3 separate regions of the Danio rerio genome follow, and regions 1 and 2 are each linked to region 3. A link is a contact called in public Micro-C data. All regions are on one chromosome and are shown on one strand. The core of a region is the stretch at or near the end of the contact, and the rest is flanking DNA. Distances in the headings are between cores, read along the strand shown.

The links. A called contact is a pair of places that touch in the nucleus more often than the background predicts.
Region 1: a Micro-C map of caudal fin shows a contact between it and region 3, with 8 times the contacts expected there. The contact joins two enhancer-like sites. A contact is called at or near these places in 7 of 18 Hi-C or Micro-C datasets (caudal fin, embryo, fibroblasts and 2 more) and 1 of 4 datasets of contacts at active chromatin or transcription factors (caudal fin).
Region 2: a Micro-C map of caudal fin shows a contact between it and region 3, with 13 times the contacts expected there. The contact joins the promoter of flrt3 here to the enhancer-like site in region 3. A contact is called at or near these places in 4 of 18 Hi-C or Micro-C datasets (caudal fin, embryo and hematopoietic stem cells) and 2 of 4 datasets of contacts at active chromatin or transcription factors (caudal fin and embryo).

What each region holds. Positions count from the first base shown.
Region 1 is chr13:37,183,140-37,186,953 of GRCz12tu, reverse strand. All of the region lies in intron 3 of macrod2 (mono-ADP ribosylhydrolase 2), which reads right to left. Among named protein-coding and RNA genes, the nearest start is that of macrod2, 33 kb to the right of the region's middle. Within about 2 kb of position 1,658, at least 2 of the 62 cell types and tissues checked have an H3K27ac peak or open chromatin away from gene starts, as enhancers often do. A contact at or near this core is called in caudal fin, where this site is marked.
Region 2 is chr13:37,273,935-37,277,761 of GRCz12tu, reverse strand. flrt3 (fibronectin leucine rich transmembrane 3) reads left to right here and starts at 1,297. Exons shown (of 3, transcript NM_001256646.1): 1 at 1,297-1,604. All of the region lies in intron 3 of macrod2 (mono-ADP ribosylhydrolase 2), which reads right to left.
Region 3 is chr13:37,949,489-37,953,117 of GRCz12tu, reverse strand. All of the region lies in intron 11 of macrod2 (mono-ADP ribosylhydrolase 2), which reads right to left. Among named protein-coding and RNA genes, the nearest start is that of kif16bb, 190 kb to the left of the region's middle. Within about 2 kb of position 1,792, at least 8 of the 62 cell types and tissues checked have an H3K27ac peak or open chromatin away from gene starts, as enhancers often do. A contact at or near this core is called in caudal fin, where this site is marked.

The DNA of each region.
Region 1 (3,814 bases), core at 409-2,908, 770 kb after region 3:
ACTTGATTACTAAAAAAAAAACATCTAAAATTGAGCTGAAATAATTTAACAACTGCAAATTTTATTAAAATTTTATTTATTTTATTAAGGGAATTCCAATAAACTGAAAAAGTAGTAATAATAATCATGATCATAATAACAAAAACACTTAAAACTCTTTAAATTGTTTAACATTGACATAAACATAATATAATACTAATATATTTATATAATTCATTAGATAATGTTAATGTATTCATATCATTCATATCACTTTTATATCAGTTCCGCATTTACTAATGCATTATAAAAAACAAAATTCATTCTCGTTAATGCAGTGAGTTGAAGTGAACTAACAATGAACAACTGTATTTTCGCTAACACAAACAAATACTACAAAAAAAAATATTGTTCATTGTTTGCTCATATTAGTAAATCCATTAACTAGCATTAACTAATATAACCTTATTGTAAAAATATGATTACCAATATTAATATACCATTAATACAATTTGTTACTGCTATTAAGAATTACTAAATTAACAACACTTTTACAAATTTTAAATGAATCATATTTTCTATCATTATCAAAATATTAGGTCAATTTCAGATTACCTCCACATCCACCTTGGCACAATAAGTGGGCCTCTTAAGTCATTCTGTTACTGTGCTGTTACACATTTTCATGTGGCTCTGTCTGCGTCTTCAAAGCCTTCCACACTCATAAGTGAAGGCACAGTGTGGCATTAAAAAAAAGAAAAGAGAACCTTAAGCAAATTATTCCATGTTTACCCCTTGCTGCTAACTGACGCTGCAAAAAAGCTAACCTGACAGAGGCTTCCCATGATAGGCCTGCTTTTAGCCGGTGTAAATTACTCACAGGAATTTTTTCCCCCTTCTTCTTGATCTCACGTTGCTGTCTATTCGCTACCAATGCATCACAGCTTCGCTTTCAATTAAACAGTCCACTCGGCAGCCCTTCGGCCACTGTCATCACTTAGAGGCTCGCATTGAGGCCTCATTCTTGCGCCGTACGGATGTAAAAAGCGAGTGCTCGGAGCAAGGTTCCTTGTAAAGAGCAATGTGGAGGCGTAGGCACAAATGGGGTGAGAGTGGAGAACAGAAATAAGACAAGACAAGTAATGCTTCATAGACGCGTCAAGACGACTGGCCGGCAGTTAGTAGCCTTGTCACTTCCTCTTAAATCATCCACCTGCGTAAACGTAAAACTGTGTTAATTAATCATTACAGTAAACCATTTTAGTCAGCATATGCACCTGTTAAGTTATGCATGATATTAGACTCTTGTCCGCTCCACAAAACATTCAATTAAGTTCTCCTGACTGGAAATGACGTCTTCGTTTTGCCACGCTTGTTTCTGCTATTTGCTGTGACTGCTGGTGCAATTCTGAGAATAGCACTATAAATACATTTTCCCTATGAGGCAAAGACACCTTGTCTGCTTGTTTGTCAGAGCAACAGAATCCATGATGAAGAAGAAGAAAAAAAAAGGCAGCAAACGACAAAGACATTTATTCGGTCGCTTTCTTTCCACCCCTCCTTTTTTTCACTCTCACATTAAAACGGCGAATGACATTCTTTCAAATCAATCAACACCTGCTTGCCGGAAGGACTGTTGGGAAAGCAAGAGAGACAGAGAATAGGAGTGAGAGAGAGAGAGAGAGTGAAAGTAAGAGAGAGGGGAGCGTGCGTTAAGGAATGTGCAAGTCTGCTCGCTGTTTCATTAGAGTTGAGACATTTGAGAGTATCTGTTGGGTTGTTAAGAATGAAGCCTCTGATGTTTCATGGCATGTTTAACTCAGGAGATGACTGGAGATAATTAGCGGCGTGACATTCAGTCTTAGCTACGGAGATGAAAAGCTTCGAGCTAAACAAAGCCAGAAAGCTTAGGATTAAAAATACGAGATAAGTTGGTCATTGTGTGATTGGTGAAGCTGATGCCTTAATTTATTGTTAAGTTACTAAACACAAACACTTCTATTTGATTTGCCTCAGGTTCTGATCAGCTTATAAAAAGTTCATTTTGTAATATTCACAGACCAAATGTTGACATTTTACTGCCATTAAAATGCAAAATCAACAGTGAAGCAGCACCTGACAACTTAGCCAGGGGGGCACCCATCTAAGCCAGGGGGGTCCACACTCAGTTCTGGAGGGTCAGTGTCCCTAATCAAACCCTAATCAAACACACCTGAACAAGCAAATCAATCTCTTACTAGGTATGTTAGAAACTTTCAAGCAGGTGTTTTGAAGCAAGTTGGAGCTAAGATCAGCAGGACACCAGCCCTCCAGGACCAACTTTGGACACCCCTGATCTAAGTGGATACAACACACTGGTGGTGTGTGGAGAGACCTAGCCTAAAGCACTTTGTGTATGGCCATGAAAAAAATGTGCTTCATAAATACACATTACTCATTCATTCATTTTCTTTTCGACTTAGTTCTTGTATCAATATAGGGTCGCCACAGCGGAATGAACCGCCAACTTATCCAGCATTTGTTTTACACACTCATACACTACAGACAATTTAGCCTTCCCAATTCAGCTGTACCGCATGTCTTTGGACTGTGGGGGAAACCGGAACACCTCGAAGAAACCAATGCGAAAGCAGGGAGAAGACTAACTCCAAACAGAATCGCCAACTGACCCAGCCGAGGCTCAAACCAGCGACCTTCTTGCTGCGAGGCGACAGCTCTTTTCCCCCATCTTCGTTTTATACGTCATTTAAAAAAAAAAGTATAAAAGTTTGTGGCACACAAAGGAATATATATATATATCATAAATTTAGGGGTCAAACAAGACTGGAACCAAAGATTTGCATTCTAGGGGGAAAATGTTTCTCTAAAATATCTTTTTTTTTTATGTACATAAAACATTTTTATTGCTAATGTGGCTATATGCGACTTCTGAAATGACACCTTCTGAAACAATAATATCAAATTTATTTCCCCATTAAATGCTTAGTTAATATTAAGAATTAATTGTCAAAACCTATCAATATTTTTTTAAGATGAGGATGAGATGAGGGTGTAAAAAGTTTTAATCTATTAGGATAATCTTCATCTGATCTGATTAAAGGCTCTTTGCTGTCCATGTCAAGTTAATTGTTTGCCCTACTGTCAGACATTGTGTCAAAACAAACAGGGCTATTAGTTTTGGCTACTGCTTACAGTGAGCTGACAGAAAACAAGACAGCAAGTGATGATTTTGCATCTTTACACAGAATTTGCATCTTCATTTGCATTTATCTCAAATAATTATCTATGATGTTGAATTTATCCTTTACATCAAGAGCTCCTCAACCTTTTTTCTTGTCTTGCATAACCTTACAGCCCCATCAGTGCGCCTCAAGCACCATCACCTACAGGATTTCATGCCGCTGTTGATCTGCATTAAAGCCAAAATACAAAAAGGGCATTTGATGTGCACTAATCTTGCCAAGTTTATAGTTTCCATCTCACCTGGTTTAAAAATAAGAATCATTAGAAATTTGCCGCAAGACTTTCACATTCCTTCATGTCATGCGGCATGTCAAAACGTGAGCAGCGGACATTTTTATAATTCTGTGGTACTAAAAAGACTTGTTCCTGTCACACTGGCAGCCTTAATCTGACGGGTGGACTTGCCAACCATGCCATCAAAGGGCAACAAAACCACATGCTGACAAGCTTTGTCGCTTATGAGGCTACGCTTAAGTCACTTATTTGGCAATTTCATCATGGTAATGGGAGCAGCTTTCATCCCATTATGTGCCGAAAAGCCTGATGAGGTTAAACAAATGCAGTTTGCGAAAGGTCGCAACTTCTGAATGAT
Region 2 (3,827 bases), core at 48-2,547, 670 kb after region 3:
TGCAGATAACTAAAACATATAATAATTTTGGCACACACAAAAAAAAGTTATTTACATGATCTACAGAGTAAAAAAATGGTTGCTTTAAATTTTTAAGCTTAATGAAATTAACTCTAATGAGTCTATTGAACTTTTATAATGTTAAACTGACTTAAAACAGCTTGCGTAACTTATAAAATTAAGTTAGAACATGATTAACTTGGTTAAATAAGTTACAATGACCTAAAACAAATGTTGTCAGGACTAATTGATCATATATTTTACAGTGTAGTTTAAAATAACAGTTAGTTGAAAAATGTGCATGTTGTTGCTGCCTCACTGTGTATACATCTTTCCAAACCTGCATAACATTTATTATATATATATATATATATATATATATATATATATATATATATATATATATATATATATATATATATATATATATATATATGGCAAATAAATGCAGCATGCAAATCCATGTAGTACAACCGTCTGTTTCTTTTAATTTGTAGCTTGAAAGCCTTACTGCCATCCAAAAAAATTTATAACTAAAGGCAAGAAAGTCATATAAACTTAAAACGTTTTGAAGTTTAGTAAAGTAAAGACTATTTTCTTTGTTTTGTTGTTTTTTGTTTTTTGGTGAACTACTTCCTCACTAATAAGAGAACCATATGCTGGCAAAGAGTTTAGACACAACACAATATCCACTCATGCAGAAGTGTCTGCTCAGGTCAGGAACTGACCCGACAGTACAAATGTCCTCAACAACACTTCAGGGATTATGTCACAGGCTGTGTGCCTCCACAGCTAGTTTATGAGAGAGCAAATTTAATAACTTTAATAGTACTTAATAAGCATAATAAAGCTGAACATAATGCCTGACTTCTAAGTTTAAACATTAATAATCTACTGTGAAACTTAGACACCATTAAAAGCACACTCACAGACACACAAAGCACTAAATAAAAGACAGTGTCTAAATTTAATAAATAAGCACATACAAGGGCAGATCAATTAGTTTTTTCTTAGCATGTTCAACATGTAAACTAGATTTCTTAATGCTCAAACACACACATAGAAAGCTATAGTCTAAATGATGCTTCTTGTGGCCTTCAACAAAAGACATTGAAGTGCCCACTCAAGCTGTCCATTCAAGGCTGCTCAAACCTCATCTTTCTTTCTCCTGCTCCCCCTAGCGGCCACAGTAAACATGGCATGATGGAGAAAGAGAGAGAGAGAGGGCGAGAAAGGGGAGGAAGCCAGAAGCCCCGCCCCCAGATGACATCAGTGCTGTGTTGAAGCTGAGCTGGAGGCAGATGCAACCTCACACTTGTAGTGAGCTCTAGGCAGCTGACCAGCTCTGCCGTCTTCTTTATCTTGTCTCTCTCTCTGAGCCAAAGGAGTGTGTGCGCGTGTGTGTGTATGTGAACAAGTGTGTGTGGAAATAAAAACACACCCTGCTATTCTCACCATTGCTGCTACTGAGCCTTTCTGACACCGGGCTCTTTTTGGGAATTGAATTCATCTGCCGTCGCATTGGATTTATCCTACGGACTGACTTTATTCTTTTGAGGATATTGTTTTTGATTTTTCCCTTTTTGAAAATATTGATTTGGAAGGTAAGTGTGTTTTTATGGGTTTCCCCTTATTCTTGGGCTGTTTTAACCCTTTCCATGTGTATTCCATCACCCTGATGTTATCAAGTACCTTCAAAACATGCAGAGAGCAAATTTGCATCCTAACCTCAGTCACTTTAAAAAAAAGCTTCACGTTGTAGAGTTAACTTCTAAACTTCCACAGTCAAATTTTATTGCATTTTATTCTAAATGTAGACAGACCCTCAGGGATTTGAGAGGGATGCAATAGCAATTTAAACTCATACAATTATAGTAGCCATGAAATTCAGCAGTATATAGCTCTTCATTTTGGCTTTTCAGATTTAATGTCTATCTTCCAAACATATTTAAAACCATAGTTTGCTTCAATTAAATGAACAGCCTCCATGGTGATTTAAACCTCCATTACTTCCTTTCCTGGCTCACAAAATGACTTGTAAAGAATAAATGTTAAAGGATTCACAGCCTCGGTCACCATTCACTTTCAATGCATCTTTTTTTCCTTGTAGTTTAAATGAATGTGAATGGTAACCTAGGCTGTCACTCCACCTAAAACACAATTTTACGATTTTGTTAAGCATAAATCTGTTAGGAACATCTCTAATAGGAAATTAGACATAATTCTCATTTTCGTTATTGAGTGAACTATCCCTTTTAGTCTTATTGCCGCTCCGAGCGAATAAACGCAATAAATATGCATAACATGCATCTTATTAGCACACCATTTCAATTAGTCTCATATAGAGAGATTAATCCTTGTTTAGTGGGAAAACGCAATGCAGGCTGTATATTTAGCGCGTGCAATCAACAGGAACGCATAAACTTCACGCGCTGCGTCCTAAATCTGTTCCTGTGTGAGAGGCTTATCGCCAACGAAACGAACAAACGTCGATTACAAATGAGGAAATATCTATTAATAATGCCCAACCTGCGCTCTGGAAGCGCGATGAGAGAGTGATTGGAATAAAGAATGGGGGAATCGGGGATGCAGCGCGTGACACTTCGTACGCCTTGCGCTACGCGACAAAACTAGAACTCAGCCATTACAGAAGCCGATGGCGGCGCGGCAAACAGCTTCGTCGATTATGAGGGTCGCGTTCTAATTTGGAATACTAAAGAAAACTCAAAAGACTGCAAGATTGGCGCGCAATAAATGTGCGTCCTGTGCTGTACGGTGAGAGAGAGTGTGAGTGTGTGGCGCAGTAAAGAGATCTGAGGCTGTCAGCTGCTTCTGAATCTTCCCATCAAACGAATTTCCCTTCTTTTAAGTAGCCTTCGAAGTTATCTAAACAGATAAGCTTTCATGTTAGGCAGAAAAAGTCGAGATTGAAATAATAGTTTCAGATAAAAAGAGAGGGACTGTAAAATGATGATAAGATCCAAAGCCTCAATCAGAAATGATTAAATCAGTTTATCAGATTACAATGAAGACAATTTAAATTTGGAAAGGATGCAAGAAAGTCATTCTTTTAGAGACCCTAATTTACCTCTAACTGCAAGTTGTTTTCCTTAGCTTCGAGCTTCCTATATGCAACTGCACTTAAAGATGTGTATTCAGAGAGGCTCGTTTCTTAGCATGACAATAGCTGAAAACCCCAAATGGTCTGTTTTGACTCTGTAAGGAGGGTGATAAAATTAAATAACCCATTGTTCTTTGTTGGATGTGTCAAAGCACTCTGTGGCAGTCTTTTTTCGCTTGCAATAACTATTTGTATCAGTGATTTACAAATACCACACCTCCAAGCTTTAAACAGCTTAAATACTAGTCTCTTTTTAGATTCTAATACACAAATGCAACTAACAAACATTTTATTTTTTTAATACACATAGATATATTAAACATCCAGCGCATGCTTACTGGCAAGCAGGCAGATAGCACTCTTTGTTTCAAGCTACGAATGCCGGAGGCTAAACCCAGTGGTCCGTGGCATTCACTCAGAGTCAACATAAAATGGTCATGTCTTTCAGGCCTTCAGAAAAAAGTCTGTCACCCTTTTGTGTTGAGGACAAAAACAAATCGTCTAGTAGAATTCTCCACTCATGTCAGCAACCAACCCCTGACCTCGTAGAGGCCTTTCTTTAAAACACACCATCGAAATAAAACAAGCTTCTTTTTAAAATGTCTGAACATTAAAACTAAATTTACATTTGTATAGCTTAAATAAAAGTTTAATTTTCTAAACAAAAACAGTGCAACTTAGTAAGTTTAACCCAGAACAGTCTGTG
Region 3 (3,629 bases), core at 543-3,042:
ATAAAGGACAGATTTATGAGCATAAAAAATAGCACAAGGGAAAAATATAGATATATATATAAAAAAACAAAAAAAAAAACTGTATTTTGAGTATTGAAAATATTATGTATAATTAAACACAACTGATTCCGCATTGCTGATTTTAAGAAATCAACATACATATGTATTTTTTTTTTCCATATCTGTAAAAATTGGAAACTTTGTTCAACTCCCTTCAGAAGCAGTTGAAAGTGAATAAGCACTAAACACTTATTAACATACCTTATTAACACTTGTATTCATGGTTTCATTCTCTTGCAGTGGTGGAAAGAGTACTGAAAAATCATACTCAAGTAAAAGTAACACTACTTGCCTAAAAATGTAGTGCAAGTAGAGCAAAAGTATCGGTTGTAAATATTAATCAAAGTATGAGTAAAAAGTAGACCTTTCAAAAGTACTCAAGAGTAGTGAGTATTACGCTGTGAAAGTTTACATGTGAATGCGTTTACATGTAATTTGTGGATGTGTGTAAACGTAACATTCTGTAGTGCATCTAGTTATTGCCCAGCAGGCACACAATGTCATAAGACGTTAATATAGGGTTAGATTTAGGTTGTGATGTCAGGTGACCAAAATTCAATGTCTAGCCAGTGTCTAAGGACAACGTTATTATGATGTCCAATAATGACGTTGATATTTGGTTGATATTAGGTTGTGTTAGAAAGTGACCAAAATCCAACATCGAGTCAGCATCTTAAACTAACGCCATGTTGACGTCAAATACTGACATTTATTTATCAATCATCAGGTATGGCAACCAAAATCCAACATCTGATAGATGTCATAGTGGTAACGTCCACACAACTTCAAGCTGTGACATCATTAGATGTTGATATTTGGATGGTTTTAGGTTGGACATTGACGTTGATCTGACGTTGAGTACTGACGTTAACTGACGTCAATTTCCAAACAAAAAGCAACGTCCTCATGGCGTTGGGGTACAACGCCAATATGTCGTCATGTTGATGTCTTGTGCCTGCTGGGTGTTTAAGGCCATTTTGGTCATCATACTGTAAACATCTGTCATCTTGCATCAGTGACATGCATCTAAACAGTCTCTGGGTCAATGCATGTAAAGATTTTTGACATCTTCTTGGATACTTTTAATGCTTCCAAACAGTTTGCTGCAATAATAAAGCACACATGTCTTGAGGTAGTTCATTATGATGCGATTTTCCTTCTATGTGCAATTTGATTGGTCAGGAATGACAGGACAAATTTTTCTAATCCCCATAAACAAGAAAAAATAAATAAGTGACTGCAGATTGAAGGAAATTAGTGGAGTAAAAGTACAGATACAGCACTAAAAATGTACTCGAGAGAGTAAAAGTATACATTTTTAAAACTACTTAGCAATTAAATTCCTGAGAAAAAGTACTTAATTACATTGAGTCTTTGTAATTAGTTACTTTACACCACTGTCCTCTTGTGATCAAATAATGTCACCACATCTTAATACAATGCCACATTCATTAAAATAACCCAGTAGCTCATGGAGTAACCTCCTCCATCAACATTGCTTCATTGTCTTGTGTATTATACTGTACATGTAATCAACATAAACCTAGCTAAGCAAAGACATAAAGCTGGACTATAAACTTCAGAGAGACTTAAAGGACACCTGAAGCTGTAAAAACCAGCACTGAGTGTCATTATTTTACAAATTATAAATCCAATATGCTGAATAAGCCTATTAACTTCAACCCATTAGTGACTCAAATCACCAGCAGATGGCAGTAGTGTAACAGAGTTCACAAACACACCACCGGCACAAATGAATGCACACATTTAAGAGGAGGCGGCTCGCTTACATACAAGAAGAAACACTTCTGCGAGCCATCTAGAAAATATTTCTAATACCATACATTTAGACTTGTATTACTATGGAACTGTAATCACACAGAATCAAATGGCAGACTAGTCAAGCACTTCCTCCCTTTACTCGGCAGGAAAAATCTCACTCCTGTGAGTGGAAAAAAATGGAAGCATGAAAAATGTATGAGACATGAGAGAGAAAGGTGAGCGAGAGTGTCACAATCAACAGATGCACACCAGAATCTTCCTTCTGCTTGACTGTGTGTGTGTGTTTTGGTTACTAGTTTGAAGAGCTGCGTGTTGTTCACATGGTTTCTCTCTCTCTCTTTCTCTCTCTGTCAGGATTTGCAGTTTAACCACAGTGTTTCCAGCTGTGTGAAACTGTGGACTTGAAGACACTTGAGCCTCTGTCTACAATATACAATTGTCAAGCTACCCACCCTCGGTATAAATGCATCAGCGAAGCTTCCTGTCGCTTGACCTCCTTCTGATCGAGCTTTCTTCCCATCCTCTTTTTGTGTTTTATTTTCTGTATTTTGTCTTTCAGTAGACACACGTTGTTTTCCCTCGTGTTTAAGATGTTTGTTAGTGGTTATTTTTTATTACATTTATTTTTATTTTTTTGGTGAGTGTTATTTTCCTTCGGGCTTAGTCCCTTATTTATCAGGGGTTGCAACAGCGGAATGAACCGCCAACTATTTCAGCATATGTTTTACAGGATGCCCTTCCAGCCGCAACCCAGTATTGGGAAACACACACACTCATACACTACGGCCAATTTAGTTCATCCAATTAACCTATAGTGCATGTCTTTGGACTTTTGGGGGAAATTGAATCACCCGCAGGAAACCCACGCGAACACAGGGAGAACATGCAAACTCCACACAGAAATGCAAACTGGCCCAGCTGGGAATTGAAGCTGCAACCTTCTTGCTGTGAGGCGACAGCGCTAACCACTGAGCCACCATGTTTGAATCATTGAATAATAATAATATCAATAATAATAATACATTTTAATAAATAACAATAGTGCACATAGGGGTGAAATAAAAATAAAAATAATATAAAATAAGGCTTAAAACTAGAAATTAAAGTAGTAGTTCACACAAAAATGAAGAATTCTGTCATCATTTAATCACCTTTTTTTCTTTAATGAGATTGTATATCTGAATAAATAGTAAAGAACATAAATAAATAGTATTAGTTTTCCCTACTAAAAATGTCAGTGGTTACAGGTTTTCAGCTTCCGTCAAAATGTTGAGTTTTTGTGTTTTGAAACCACTTGAGAGTGAGCAAATAGTGAGTAATATGTACATTTGGGGTAAACTATCCTTTTAACAAAATAGATAAATAACCATAAATAAATAGATAGATAAACAAATAATTAAATCAGAAATAAATAAATAGATAAATAAATAAATAAATAGATAGATAAATAAATAAATGAATAAATCCTAAAAAACGAAACAAAAACAAATAAAAATGAGGAACAACAGAAAAATGTATAAATAATTAAGGGTTCCCACTCTTAGCCAAATATAAAAATTTCCGACTTTCACTGACTAAAAAGCTGAATTTCAATGGCTTATAATGAACTGCAAAAAAAGCACTGCATTGCTTTGCATAATATTAAATTAGTTTGAGCTTGATTTTCCCCCCATGGACTTAGTAGCAATATGAGAGCAACAATGGATAACTTACCTCAGATATTACAAAATAAACAAAAAGAAACAAGAGCACCAAGTCTAGCACCAAGTCTAATACCAAGTAACTGA